Regions from separate parts of the Mus musculus genome. Here all the other regions are linked to region 2. A link is a contact called in public Hi-C and HiChIP or PLAC-seq data. All regions are on one chromosome and are shown on one strand. Each heading gives the region's core, a stretch centred on a gene start, on an enhancer-like site or on the middle of the called end of the contact. The rest is flanking DNA. Distances are from core to core; before and after follow the strand shown. Region 1 overlaps Trp63 (transformation related protein 63). Region 2 has its middle 180 kb from the start of Tprg. Region 3 overlaps P3h2 (prolyl 3-hydroxylase 2).

Region 1 (4,051 bases), core at 1,505-4,004, 400 kb before region 2:
AGAGGGCCCTCATCAGAACCTGACCACAGGCAACTTGACCTTGCACGTCCAGCCTTCAGCACTGGGAGAAATGTGTGGCGGCTGTTCACAAGCTCCCAACCTACATCATCTAAGTTACTTTGTTGTTCTAGCTCCAGCCGTGTGAGAGTTCTTTCCCTCTTGCTCCAGGTAACCAGGTGATGACCATCTAATAAATGCGCATTCAAGGAAAGCCAAATGGAGCACCCGTGAGAATATGAGGATGACTCACTGGTAGGTACAGCAGCTCATCATCTGGGGATCTCCGTTTCTTGATGGAAGTCATCTGGATTCCGTGTGTATTCTGACGGAAAGCTGGAGGAAGAAAAACACAAGCCTCATCCTGGGGAATTACTGAAGGAGTGATGTAGTGAATCTGATATTTAAGGGTACATACTAAATACAAACAGCCTAGCAACCTGGGAGATGAAGGATGATTGTGCCAAGTACCATGTAAATGATGCTCAGTGCTTTTATATAAAGTAAGAAGGTAGAGGAGAGCTAGAAAAGGCAATAGAAAAAGGCGAACCCAGAATGCGGAGGAGCATTCTGACTACATGCTACCTGTGCGTGGCTATGTAAAGCTGTTAAGAGAAAAGAAAAGGTTTTTTTTTTTTTAATTTTTTTGCTTTGTAAAACTTTTCAGTGGGAGAGAATGTGCCAGAGTGAGGGGACATCCCACCCCCTATGAGGAGAAGGGGAGGGACATGGGGGAAAGGCCTTGATGATGAAAGGAGCAGAAAGGGGAACAGCATTTGGGATCTAAACAAACAAATGAATTAATTAATTTAAAAATCATGTTTTGGAGCATTCACTTCAGAAAGAGTTAAGTGCATGGTATATGGGACTGGGTTGGTAATAGTACAATGGGGGGAGGGGAAACAGAATTAACAATCAATAAATCACTAAGGTTTTAAAATTAGAATATCTAATTAATCAGTAGCTTGGGTGTGAAAATGATTTTTCCACCACATTCAGATATCCCGTTCTTACTAGAGCTCACTAAATTGTTAGGGAGAGAGAAGTCAGGTTTCAATGGGCTGTTGCTCTCTGCCAGCCATGGGTGCAAAAGTGAAGTTAGAATATGAATATGTGTATATCACACATTTAAGCTGTCTAAGGGATTATCCGGGAGGCAGGGGGAATCTATTGATGAAGCATATCGTGTCCAACAGGTGGAAGTCAGTGGTGATAGGATATCCTGTAAAGGACAATTCAAGTTTTAATTCATCTGAATACTAATAGATTATAAGATTAGGGCCTTCTTATAAAAGAAGGTATATACTTCAAAATACTTGTTGAAACCTATGCATGGCAGTTTATGCCTGAAATTCCAGAACATGGGACCACTGAAGGGAGAAAGTTGATGTGACTTCAACACCTCCAGCTTGATACAGATCTCCAGGTCAGGCTGGGGTATGGAGTGGAATCTTTTTTTATTTCTTTTTTTCAAAAACCCAAACAAACTTATTGCAGTGTCATTAGGCTTACATGGGTGCAAAATTCTTTCTAGAATAATATTTCTCTACAAGACCCACAAAACACACAGAACAGGGTTTTTAGATGTAGCCCGTTGGCCTTCAGGACCCTGTGTGAGCTACTGAGGTGACGCATACACCACGGATCAGTCAAGCCTTTCCCAGAGGGAACATCTCTGCTTCCAGGATTTTGTACTTTGCGTTTCATGAAATGCCCCATTACAAATCATTTAATTAGAATCCAACTTTAAGAACAGATGATAAGGTAACTGAGACCTCATTCTGTTCAACATGTGACTGCAAGGCTTAATGAGACCACATCTGTGTATCCCTGGACTATCCCTAAAGACATGTGTTCTCAGATGGTACCGCTCCTTAGAGTTCCTAGGAGAGCAGGGACCATTTTAGCCTTCTGCTTAATAGCTGAAAGATAAATCGATGCCTGGAGCTTTAGATAGCATTCCACCCAGGTGGAGGGCTTACAAAACAAAACTTGTTTCTGATGCAACAAGTCTGGAGCGAGCCTGAGACTGTGTCAAATTTTCTGATGCTGTTGGTGTGGAAGTCAGGTTCTGAGGAGTTTTATACTAGACCTCTGGCTAAGGATGTAGCTTAAGCAAATTGTTTCAGGTCTACTTCTGCTAGGGATACTCTTACTTGCTCTGTGACCTCTGATCACGCTCACTGACGAACCTCACAGTTTTCCTCACGCAGCCTTCCTAATATTATCTGCAGAGTCCTACATCTGGAGAAGACTCGACCCTGCCCCATCTGGCCACTACATCTACTTACGGCGCTTCGTACCATCGCCGTTCTTTGCGCTGTCCGATACTTGCTGCTTTCTGATGCTGTCTTCATCTGCCTTCCGGTCTCTTCCTGGGCAAGCACAGATCCGGGCCTCAAAGCACCGTCGGCCCAGGACTTGCCCACTGGAAATTAGAGAAGAATCACAGGTTAAGGTTACAGGTGTCAAGGTTCCCTTGAGTTCTCCCACTAATTTTTCCTTATGCGGACCATCTTATGCATACCCTGCCTCCCCTCCACCTCCACCCCCCATCTTTAGCATAACTGCTCAGAACAAGCACCCAAAAGTGCCAGGCAAAACAGGAAAGTGCTTGCATGCCACAAACAGTGTGAATAAAGAACATTCCATTTCTTCTGCAAAGAATCTCCAAGCCATTAGCTGAACAGCTGTATTTAGCTACATATTTTGAAGGAAACCTGAGTTAAGCCAGGGGATGTCCTTGGATAAAATCCCTCTCAGGCAGCTCAGACTGCTCAAGGAAACTGTTAAATGCCTTGTGGCCACATGAAAACAAACGCTGTCTCTCCAAAACAATTCCAGTCAAACATCAAGAATTTGGGCCTGAAGTGAATGGCCCGCCTCTCTTGGCTCTTTTTTGTCCCCTCCTCTACCCCCACACCCCTTCCCTGTCTCCACTTTCTCAGATCTTTCAGTGTTTACAAGGGATTTGCAGCTCAAAGCACTGAATCTGGGTCTTCTCTTTCTAAAGGCAAAGGCAGTGGAAAAAACAAAAACAAATCAAAAAACAAAAAACAAAACAAAACAAAAACAAAAACAAAGAATTCTGCTTGGTCCTTGGCCTTTGGCTGTTTGTGATTTCGGTTCTGCTCACTGCCACTTACTCTCTGGTTTCCAGAGTAACGATGATTAAAATTGGACGTCTGTTCATTCCTCCGACGCAGCTGCTGTTACACATGAAATTGTACAGGACTGTTGTGAATTCAGTGCCAACCTGAGACAGGAGAGAAAGAAACATACATGTCTATATACATGATGTAACATGTAACATGGCTTTTGCTCTGCCCTCCAGAACTCCACTTCAAATGGCATGTTTCCTTCTAGGAAGGGATATTGTAAAATCCCCTGGAGAGCTCTCACAGTCTTGCTTTTTAGAAGGCGTCAAACTAATGTTTCTTTCTGTTTTGTTTGTTGTTGTTGGGATTTTTGTTTTGTTTTGTTTTGTTTTTGTTTTCTGTTTTTGTTTCCCCGAGACAGGGTTTCCCTGTGTAGCCCTAGCTGTCCTGGAACTCATTCTGTAGACCAAACTGGCCTCGAACTCAGAAATCGTCCTGCCTCTGCCTCCCAAGTGCTGGGATTGCAGGTGTGCTCGACCACTGCCCAGCTAAACTAATGTTTCTAGCACAAGGCCAACACTGGCAATATGACTTCCACTGGCTCATGGCTCTGTGATTTGCAACCTCACCCAAGTTACTCACTTCAGCACCACACAGAGAGCTCTGGAAAAGGAGGCTTTTTTTTTTTAATATGCCAAAATTAGCAGCAATTCTTTGGGGGGATATTTTCTTTTTGAAGATAAAACAGTATTGTGTAGGTTTGAATGTTTATCTTCATGAAGAATATCCTAGAGCTAGAACGCCCTCAGAATTAAATCATCTATATCGTTCATTTATACACAAGGCCTGTGAAACCCAGAGAGGGTGAGTCACATGCCAAAGAGCCCATAGTTATCTAGGTGACTCCAGCAGATTAGCTCTGTTACTCCTGTGGTCCTGTGACTACTGTATATGTT
Region 2 (3,509 bases), core at 339-2,838:
AAGAAGACTCTCAGTTGCCAAGAGACACAATACTAAAATTACATAACATAATTGATTTAGGAACATTGGTGTTAAGGGAAGAAGTAATAATTCTCACTGTAGTATTGATTCTATGGAGAACTGTGCTAGGCGCTTTACACGTGAAGGGCCATTTCACTGTGCTCGGATGAGGACCTTTTGTCATTCGCGTTTCTCATTGTGTTAGTGAGAAGCCTGAATTCCCAAGGGAACTTCCATCTTGTCTTATTTCCATCCTTTAAATACCCAGAGGCAAAGCGTCAAAAAGGAAAATGGCTGTCTGGTGGTTTACATTGCTACTACCCAACTCAAAATCTGCCCTTAAACCTTGCAGATAATGACAACTCAAGGGGTAACGTTCAAAGAGCACAGAGGCAATTTTCCTAACAGGGGACTCCACTGAAAAGAGCTTACACCTTCAGATTCTGGGGAATCACAAAAGGAGCTCTGTAGATATGGCATAAAAGTGTTAGCAAGATCTAATAATGGTAATGGTGTTGTAGTGCTAAAGATAGATGAGCAGGAGGTCTCTCTCTCTCTCTCTCTCTCTCTCTCTCTCTCTCTGTGTGTGTGTGTGCGTGTGTGTGTGTGTGTGTGTATGTGTGTGTGTATGTGTGTGTGTGTATGTGTGTGTGTGTGTGTATGTGTGAGTGTGTGTGTATGTGTGAGTGTGTGTGTGTGTGTGTGTGTGTGTGTGTGTGTGTGTGTATGTGTGGTGCTCTTAAATTGGATTATGGTAATGAGTTCAGGATGTGTCCTGGGTACCTCACACGCACACACATACAAGAAAGCAAGTATCACTAATTAGGACTGCCTGCCTGAAATACCCCTGTGCAATCATAAAGTAATTGTGTGTGTATGTGTGTCTGTGTGTCTGTGTATGTGTGTTTGAAAGGTATTATAACACCTAACGCCATCAAAAATTCAGCTGTTTTATTTATAAAATGGTGGTAGCCCTTAGATCGTGGGGAAATTATTTCATATCTCCCAAGCCTTAGTATTCTATCACTCAAATGGAGTTTATTAATTGTTCTTTATAGAACTTATACATTAATCTAGAAGGCAATTATAATGGTGGGTGTGCATAGAAATGGAAAACTTCAGAAAGTGATATAGGGTGAGAGAATGTGTTCTGAAGAAATGGTCGATCCTGGTGGTACTGCAGGTAGGCCTCAGCCAGGGACTAAAGCCGGCATTCTTAGTCCATGAATCATTACTCAAACCAACCTCAACCATAAGCAAAAGGCAAGTCTGAGCTATTCTTTGATTTGTTGTGGTTTTATGCTCTTTAAAACCACACCTACCTATATAAGAAGCACAAACTTACTGGAAACGCATGTGAGACACTTTGTCTATTGGGTATACTAACCTCCGGTCCAACCCTTTCATGATAAAGCCAGATTGAATTTGTTAACAGCTTGCATCTGGTTTCCAAGCGTGCCCTTATATAACCCTAGGGAGCCCTAATTCAGGCCCAGTCATTAATGAAAATGCGAAGCTTGCACATCAGGCCAAGGAACCCTTGTTCTTCACCACTCTCCAGTCAGAACAGTTTGGGCTTCCAAAGCTACACAAAGGATGTTAGTGTTTCCTACACTTAATGACCAGGCAGCGGCACCCAGGACTCATCCTAGACTCATTACCATAATCCATTTTAAGAGCACCAGCACCACAAAGCTATGGCTGTGTATGCTATTACAGGTACCACACTGAAGCTGGGTTCCTGGATGCCTGAAGGCCAGGGAGCTGTTGAAAAGCCCGGCCTCCAGGAGACCGTGGGGGGAACTGCTGGAATGTTGTTTATCTTCAGACCGCAACAACTGCTCCAGTGTTTCACAACAGGAAGGTCCGTCTCGAAGCGAGGCTCAGACGTTGAAGGCTTAGAGAAGCAAGACCTGAAATAACCCCCACTTCTCTGATACCTTCCATCCCCCTCAGGCTGCTGAACCCTTCTACCTCCCCACGCTGTCATCATGGTGCTGTGGAGGCAGCCAGAGCTGAGACCATGGAATAGACAAAGCGTTTGGAGAAGCTTGTACTTAACATAATACTCCAGCTGAGATGGAAATGCCCTGATCCTGTGGCTCTAAAGGTGTTGAGGATACTGGAAGTATGCCTTCTTGCTCTCTTACCTCTGTGGATCTTATGAATTATCCTTCCCTTTATAGCATCCATGTTTTTAATTCCAATTTTTTGTTTCCTTTCTGATCTCTTAGATGTAAAGAGAAAGTGTGATGCATTCAATTCGAAAGTCATGGGCAAAGCCTAGTAACTTTAATTTAGGTGCAAATGATTCGGAGAAATGAAGTTTTAAACAGGCTAATTAGAACTCCACGGTCTTAGACAGTTTGGTTACCCCCTTGAGTACCAATGTTCAAAGAAATAACAGGAGCCTGCATTTGAGCTGTAAAAGGAGCAAGTAGTCCACCCTCTGGAAGCATCTGAGTCCCCATGGAAAAGAGCACAGGATCCTTAATGTGCTGCAAATGGGATATTGTTGAAGAAAACAGCCGTACAGTGCAGACCATGCAGATGTGCTTAGGCTCTGCCAGGGCTCTATTAGAAAAGGGCTGTTCTGTCATACAAAACTGGGACGAGGACAGAAATGGGTTTGTTTGTTTGTTTGTTAGCACATGCCAGACTGGAGAACCAGTTCCCATGAAGAAAGACCATGAATAATTAAGAAAAGAAAAATAAACTCTTTCTCAGAAACACCTAACTCGTCCTATAGTGGCAGGTCAAGATATGCTTGTTTCTGGACAGATTGAGAAATGAAGCCATTCTTTTCAGCCAGCAACCGGCAAACATTTCCCATGTGGGAAATAACCAAATGAACACTGTTTACTGTTTTCACTCTGGAGGCGCCTAAGAAGCTCAGAGAACATAGACTAAAGTGGTCGACTCTGGCATGAGGCTCTATAAAATAACGCCTGAGTAACGGGGGGGGGGGGGGGGGGAATGGATTCTGACAACAGGTTTCAGGAAGACGAGATAAATCAGGACCATGTGATCTGGGCCTGAAGATTTGACAGCAGCGCAACGAAGGGGCACAAAAGACTGGAGTCACCATGGCAAAAGCAGGTCCCATGGCAAAACCTAGAGCACTTAGTTTAGGACATGGAAGCACTTAGTGGTCACCATGATGCCTGACATCCTTTCCTAGAGGACTCCATACTCACATGCCTGTGGCATCTACAGGGTTTCTGTAAGCGGCACACTGATCTGTTTCAAAGTGCAGGCTGTGTATCCAATGACATGAGTTTGAGTTTAATTTTACCATTGGTCAATCTACTTTGAACAAGTTTTCTGACCTTTTAAGCCTTCAATCTCGTCTATCAAAGAGAAACAATTAAAATACCCATTGTGTGTGTGTGTGTGTGTGTGTTTTAAGTCCTGCAGAACATGTGACATAGCACCTGCTGTAAATAACAAGGGGTACCATTATAATGTCTTACTTGTTTTCTTTCTCTTACTGAAGGATCAAAAAAAAA
Region 3 (4,055 bases), core at 1,456-3,955, 490 kb before region 2:
GGATGACTACACGGAAAAGATGACATTAGCCAACATGTCGACTTAGATTAGAGGAGTACCACAGGTCACAAGGGTTTAACTTCAAGGGGAGGTTGCCTTGGAAGTTTAAGAAGACCTGCTGTCTCTATGCTGCACTGGTACAGGGGTAAAAGAAAACACAGACTATACTGGGAGTCTTCGGGGGGAAGGGGTGTATTTCAAACCAGGGCTGGGAAGCTATTTTGAGAATGAATACTCAGAGACTTTGAGGTAACCAAAAGTTTTAGTATAAGGTGGGCAACAGAGGGGCAGCACACAATATAACTGAGGAAGAAAAAACAATATTAAAAATCTGAAAGCTCACCAAGTAAACAGAACCAGGAACCAACAGAAGAATGGTGAGTGCCATGTGGAACAGTGTTGCAGTTAGACTTAAGGGAGATTGTCTACCAGGAGCCTGAACAAGGAGGGAAATTTGTTTGGAACCTTCTAGAATACCCAGTGAGAAGAATCTGAATGAGTTACTCTTAAGATGTAGCGCTTAGCTATTTAGAGGACCTTTCACAATGTCCAGACACAGTTTTAGTTCCCACAATGTGGAGACATCTTCTAGACCAGGGATGTTAACATTAGCAGTATACAGGAAAGTTTCTCTGTCTCTGTCTCTGTCTCTCTCTTTCTCTCTCTCTCTGTCTCTGTCTTTGTTCCCTCAAATGTCAGTAGTACCATGTCTGAGAAACTCTGTCCTTCATTCTCCATTAAAAAGACAGGGACAGACACAGGACACAGAAAGACAGGGCCAAAAACCTTATCAAGTGTGGGAGATCAGGACCAGGCTTTTCTGGCAAAAGGTGAGTATTCTTTTCTGAGAGACACTGAGCTAAGTAAGAGATGATGATGCCTGGGAGACAGAAAGGGTAGGAAGCCAATGAATAGATGAAACATCTTCTGTAAGAGCCATCTCGGAAAGTAATTGCATAGAATGTGGGGATGTGTGAAGAGCGTACCGGTTTGGCTGAAGTAGGCTTATCCCTGTCTGGGTGTTGCACCAATCTGTGCACAGATGGCTGGCTGGAAATGTTGGGGAAGCATCTGCTGCCCGGGCTGGTTATTACACTTGTACCAGAAATGTGTCAATTGTCTTTTTGCAGGAGCGGATACAGGCAGATGAAGTGATTGCCATCTTGGATCAAGAACAGCGCGGGAAGCATGGACTGAATATTAACCCCAAAGATGAGCTATAGAAAAGAGAGTGCTCTATTGAATATTTATTTAAATAGATGATCTTATGAGAACCTTTTTATTTTTGTACAGAGCCGTAGTATAAATTAACAGGATACTAAGAGTCGTTAGATTTCTCCCCCTGTTCCCAACTTCGCTTCATTTGCTTTCTTCTGGTCTTCATTGTTTTGCTTCAGTTCATCATTCAGAGCCCATTCACACCCTCAAGCACACACCGCACTGAGTCACAACACCCACACTCTTCATGTCACACCAGTAAACATGCAACAGAATTTACACTACAGAAGTGCACACAGGCCATGTACACATGGCACAAACTCCCAAATACGCCACACATACATAAGACAAACATAAACATACAGAAACACATACCACCCAGATACACAAACACTACATGGCACACACACACACACACACACACACACACACACACACACACACACACACACAGTTACTTTGCAGCATATTCAGAATATCAACATGATCAGCCTGCACTCAGCACCCCACAGCTAGAGTGTGCCCCGAGGTCTAAAGATAGGATGTGAATTGGTCTCAGGCTTCTATGGTTTGCTGCCTTTCCCCCATCACCTTTCATGGTTCCATTGGCTGAGAGTTCAGACTCTTCACAGCAAGTTTGCCTTGTGTCTACAGGAGCTCCCAGGACACAGTCTGCCAAGTCCCAAGAATCACAGAGAACAGCATCTTTCAGGCTTGAGGAAGCCACCACTGGATTAAGGACTATGGCACGGGGTCCCCTTGGGTAGAATGTTAGGACTGGTGTTTTCAAATGAAGTTCTGATTCCCCTCCACAGTGCTCTGTAAGAGGGGACACCTAAACAGGGGTTCCAGCAGTGTAGGTTCACCCCCAGTGGTGATGGAAGAATGAATACCTTAAATTGCCCTGCCCTAGGCACTATTGCTGCTGGAGAGGGGCTCCTGCTGGTATAAATTCAGAGCTGTTTCTCACAGGCTGCACCTCAATGGCTTCTGTTGGGCAGCCTCCTCTTCCTGCTGCTGTCAGCTCACACAGGCATGCTGTGTCTGAAGTGTTTAATAAAGGGATCCTTGTTACAGAACTTGTCTTCCGATGCACACCTATTTTATCTTCCAATGATGTTTTTGTAACTATCTGGGACAACCCAGGAACACATGGACCATGACAACTCTGCCAGCAGACAGTGGTCTGCAAGAAAGTGGGTAACTTGCTTTGGAGGGAACAAGACTGGCTAGCGAGCTGGAGTGTTAATTCAGAGAACTCAAAGACTTCGGGGTTCACTGCAAAGGCTCTGCTCTCAGACCACACCCACTGTTGCAATGTGCTCCAGTAAAGGGGGAGGTTCACTTTCTGCCACTTGTGATCTGGTTAGGGCTAAGAAGACTTTGCTCGGTGGAACTGAGAAATTCAACTTCAGTGCTGTGTGCTGTTGGCCTACCACTGCCAAACCAGAATTCAGGATGTATCTCTGCCGTGGAAGACTGGGCAAAGCTCTCAATTCCCGGGTGACCTAAAGCAACTAACTCGCTTCCTCTTTCTGGACTCCAGTTCCTCTTCTGAAAATGGTGTCATTCATTATAATTGTTTCCAAAACCCTATGCCTTCCTCAAGATTCAAACTGAACATAAACCAATAGCAAGACTAATATTAGAAATATTAAAAAATACAAGCAAGTTTTTTTCTGCTAACATCTGAGAGTGGCAAGTGACGTCACCACAGGGCTACTACAGGGCTATGAAACTTTTACCCCGACTTTAGGGTTGACAGTTCGTGATATGTGAAGCAGTTAATTTGTTTGCTCTTCACTGCAAAGCACTTGCTGGCACAAAAACTCCATGATAGACAGATCTGGGCAAGGATCTAATTTCTGTTTTCTGGTTACAAGACATCAACAAAGAAATCAGACCTTGGCTCTGCACAGTTCTTGTTTCCTGGGTGCGCTCGTGCCCTGGGAGAGGCAGCAGCTTCAGCACAGAATGTGCCATCCAGCCCATAGAAAGTGGGTAAGCGCCTCAGTAGATGCCGCCACTGTTGTGTGCGATCCCATCGTGTGTCACGCTGACAGCAGGGAGTGGTTGTTCCCGTTCTGCTGGTTGGCCATGTTGCTTTACACCTGGAACATCGAAGATCTACTAAAGCATTCATTTTTTTAATCTGCTCCACATCAAACCATGCATAATTTCATTCAAATATTTAGGGAGTGCCATCGAATGACTTAGGAAAGCCAAACTCAGAAATTAGAGTCTATATGTTAAATAGTCCTGTTTGCAAATAAGTGGAAAATCCCATTCGAATATTTGTAGTTATAAGGGCTGAAGAAAGCCAAAGAGATTACAATCCAGTTGCCTCTTTCACTTTGGGCAAAAACTGAGGCTCCGACATGATGCTGTGATGACTGAGTTAGAGCAGACAGGAGTAGGACTGAAGCCACCGCTGTTGGAATAGGGGATGCAAGAATGCCTTGCCTGTGAGGCTGAAATCTAGATGCAGGGCTCCCTCTACCTAGAGAATTTGTACGTTTACCTCTTTGGCCAAAGATGGAACTTGCCTCTCTCATCCATGCCTCTGCAGGTCTAGATCCTTCCACCAGGGCCACCTTTTCCCTTGTTTACACACATGGACCCTAAGCTCACAGCAGAGTAAATAACAAAGTCTTACTTTTTTATCACTTAAGGACCATTTGTCCTTTCCTTTTTCAAAGTTCTATATTTCAAAGGCTGGTTTTCATCATCATAATACTGTATCGAACAGATATAACACTAAATATGGTCTTTCCTGGAGAATGCACATATGTTCTAAGCATGGGATACAATGCCCATTTAACAGTGGAAGACAAAGA

Evidence for each region. Hi-C and Micro-C count contacts between places; a contact is called where the count stands out from the background. HiChIP or PLAC-seq counts read pairs in DNA pulled down with a chosen protein or histone mark.
Region 1: a Hi-C map of uterus shows a contact between it and region 2, with 3 times the contacts expected there. The contact joins two enhancer-like sites. A contact is called at or near these places in 1 of 484 Hi-C or Micro-C datasets (uterus) and 3 of 115 datasets of contacts at active chromatin or transcription factors (kidney, pancreatic cancer cells and vascular smooth muscle cells).
Region 3: an H3K27ac HiChIP or PLAC-seq map of acute myeloid leukemia shows a contact between it and region 2, with 4 times the contacts expected there. The contact joins two enhancer-like sites. A contact is called at or near these places in 1 of 39 promoter capture datasets (liver), 5 of 484 Hi-C or Micro-C datasets (cardiomyocytes, cerebral cortex, embryonic fibroblasts and 1 more), 6 of 115 datasets of contacts at active chromatin or transcription factors (the NIH/3T3 cell line, acute myeloid leukemia, astrocytes and 3 more) and 1 of 9 other capture datasets (embryonic stem cells).

The regions. Positions count from the first base shown.
Region 1 is chr16:25,864,449-25,868,499 of GRCm38.p6, reverse strand. It overlaps Trp63 (transformation related protein 63), which reads right to left. Exons shown (of 14, transcript NM_001127259.1): 7 at 3,144-3,253; 8 at 2,289-2,425; 9 at 251-333. Among named protein-coding and RNA genes, the nearest start is that of Gm24928, 160 kb to the right of the region's middle. Within about 2 kb of position 2,754, at least 38 of the 459 cell types and tissues checked have an H3K27ac peak or open chromatin away from gene starts, as enhancers often do. A contact at or near this core is called in uterus, where this site is marked.
Region 2 is chr16:25,463,935-25,467,443 of GRCm38.p6, reverse strand. No RefSeq gene overlaps it. Among named protein-coding and RNA genes, the nearest start is that of Tprg, 180 kb to the right of the region's middle. Within about 2 kb of position 1,588, at least 61 of the 459 cell types and tissues checked have an H3K27ac peak or open chromatin away from gene starts, as enhancers often do. A contact at or near this core is called in acute myeloid leukemia and uterus, where this site is marked.
Region 3 is chr16:25,957,526-25,961,580 of GRCm38.p6, reverse strand. P3h2 (prolyl 3-hydroxylase 2) reads left to right here. Exons shown (of 15, transcript NM_173379.3): 15 at 1,131-2,297. The coding sequence ends at 1,223. Among named protein-coding and RNA genes, the nearest start is that of P3h2, 150 kb to the left of the region's middle. Within about 2 kb of position 2,705, at least 67 of the 459 cell types and tissues checked have an H3K27ac peak or open chromatin away from gene starts, as enhancers often do. A contact at or near this core is called in acute myeloid leukemia, where this site is marked.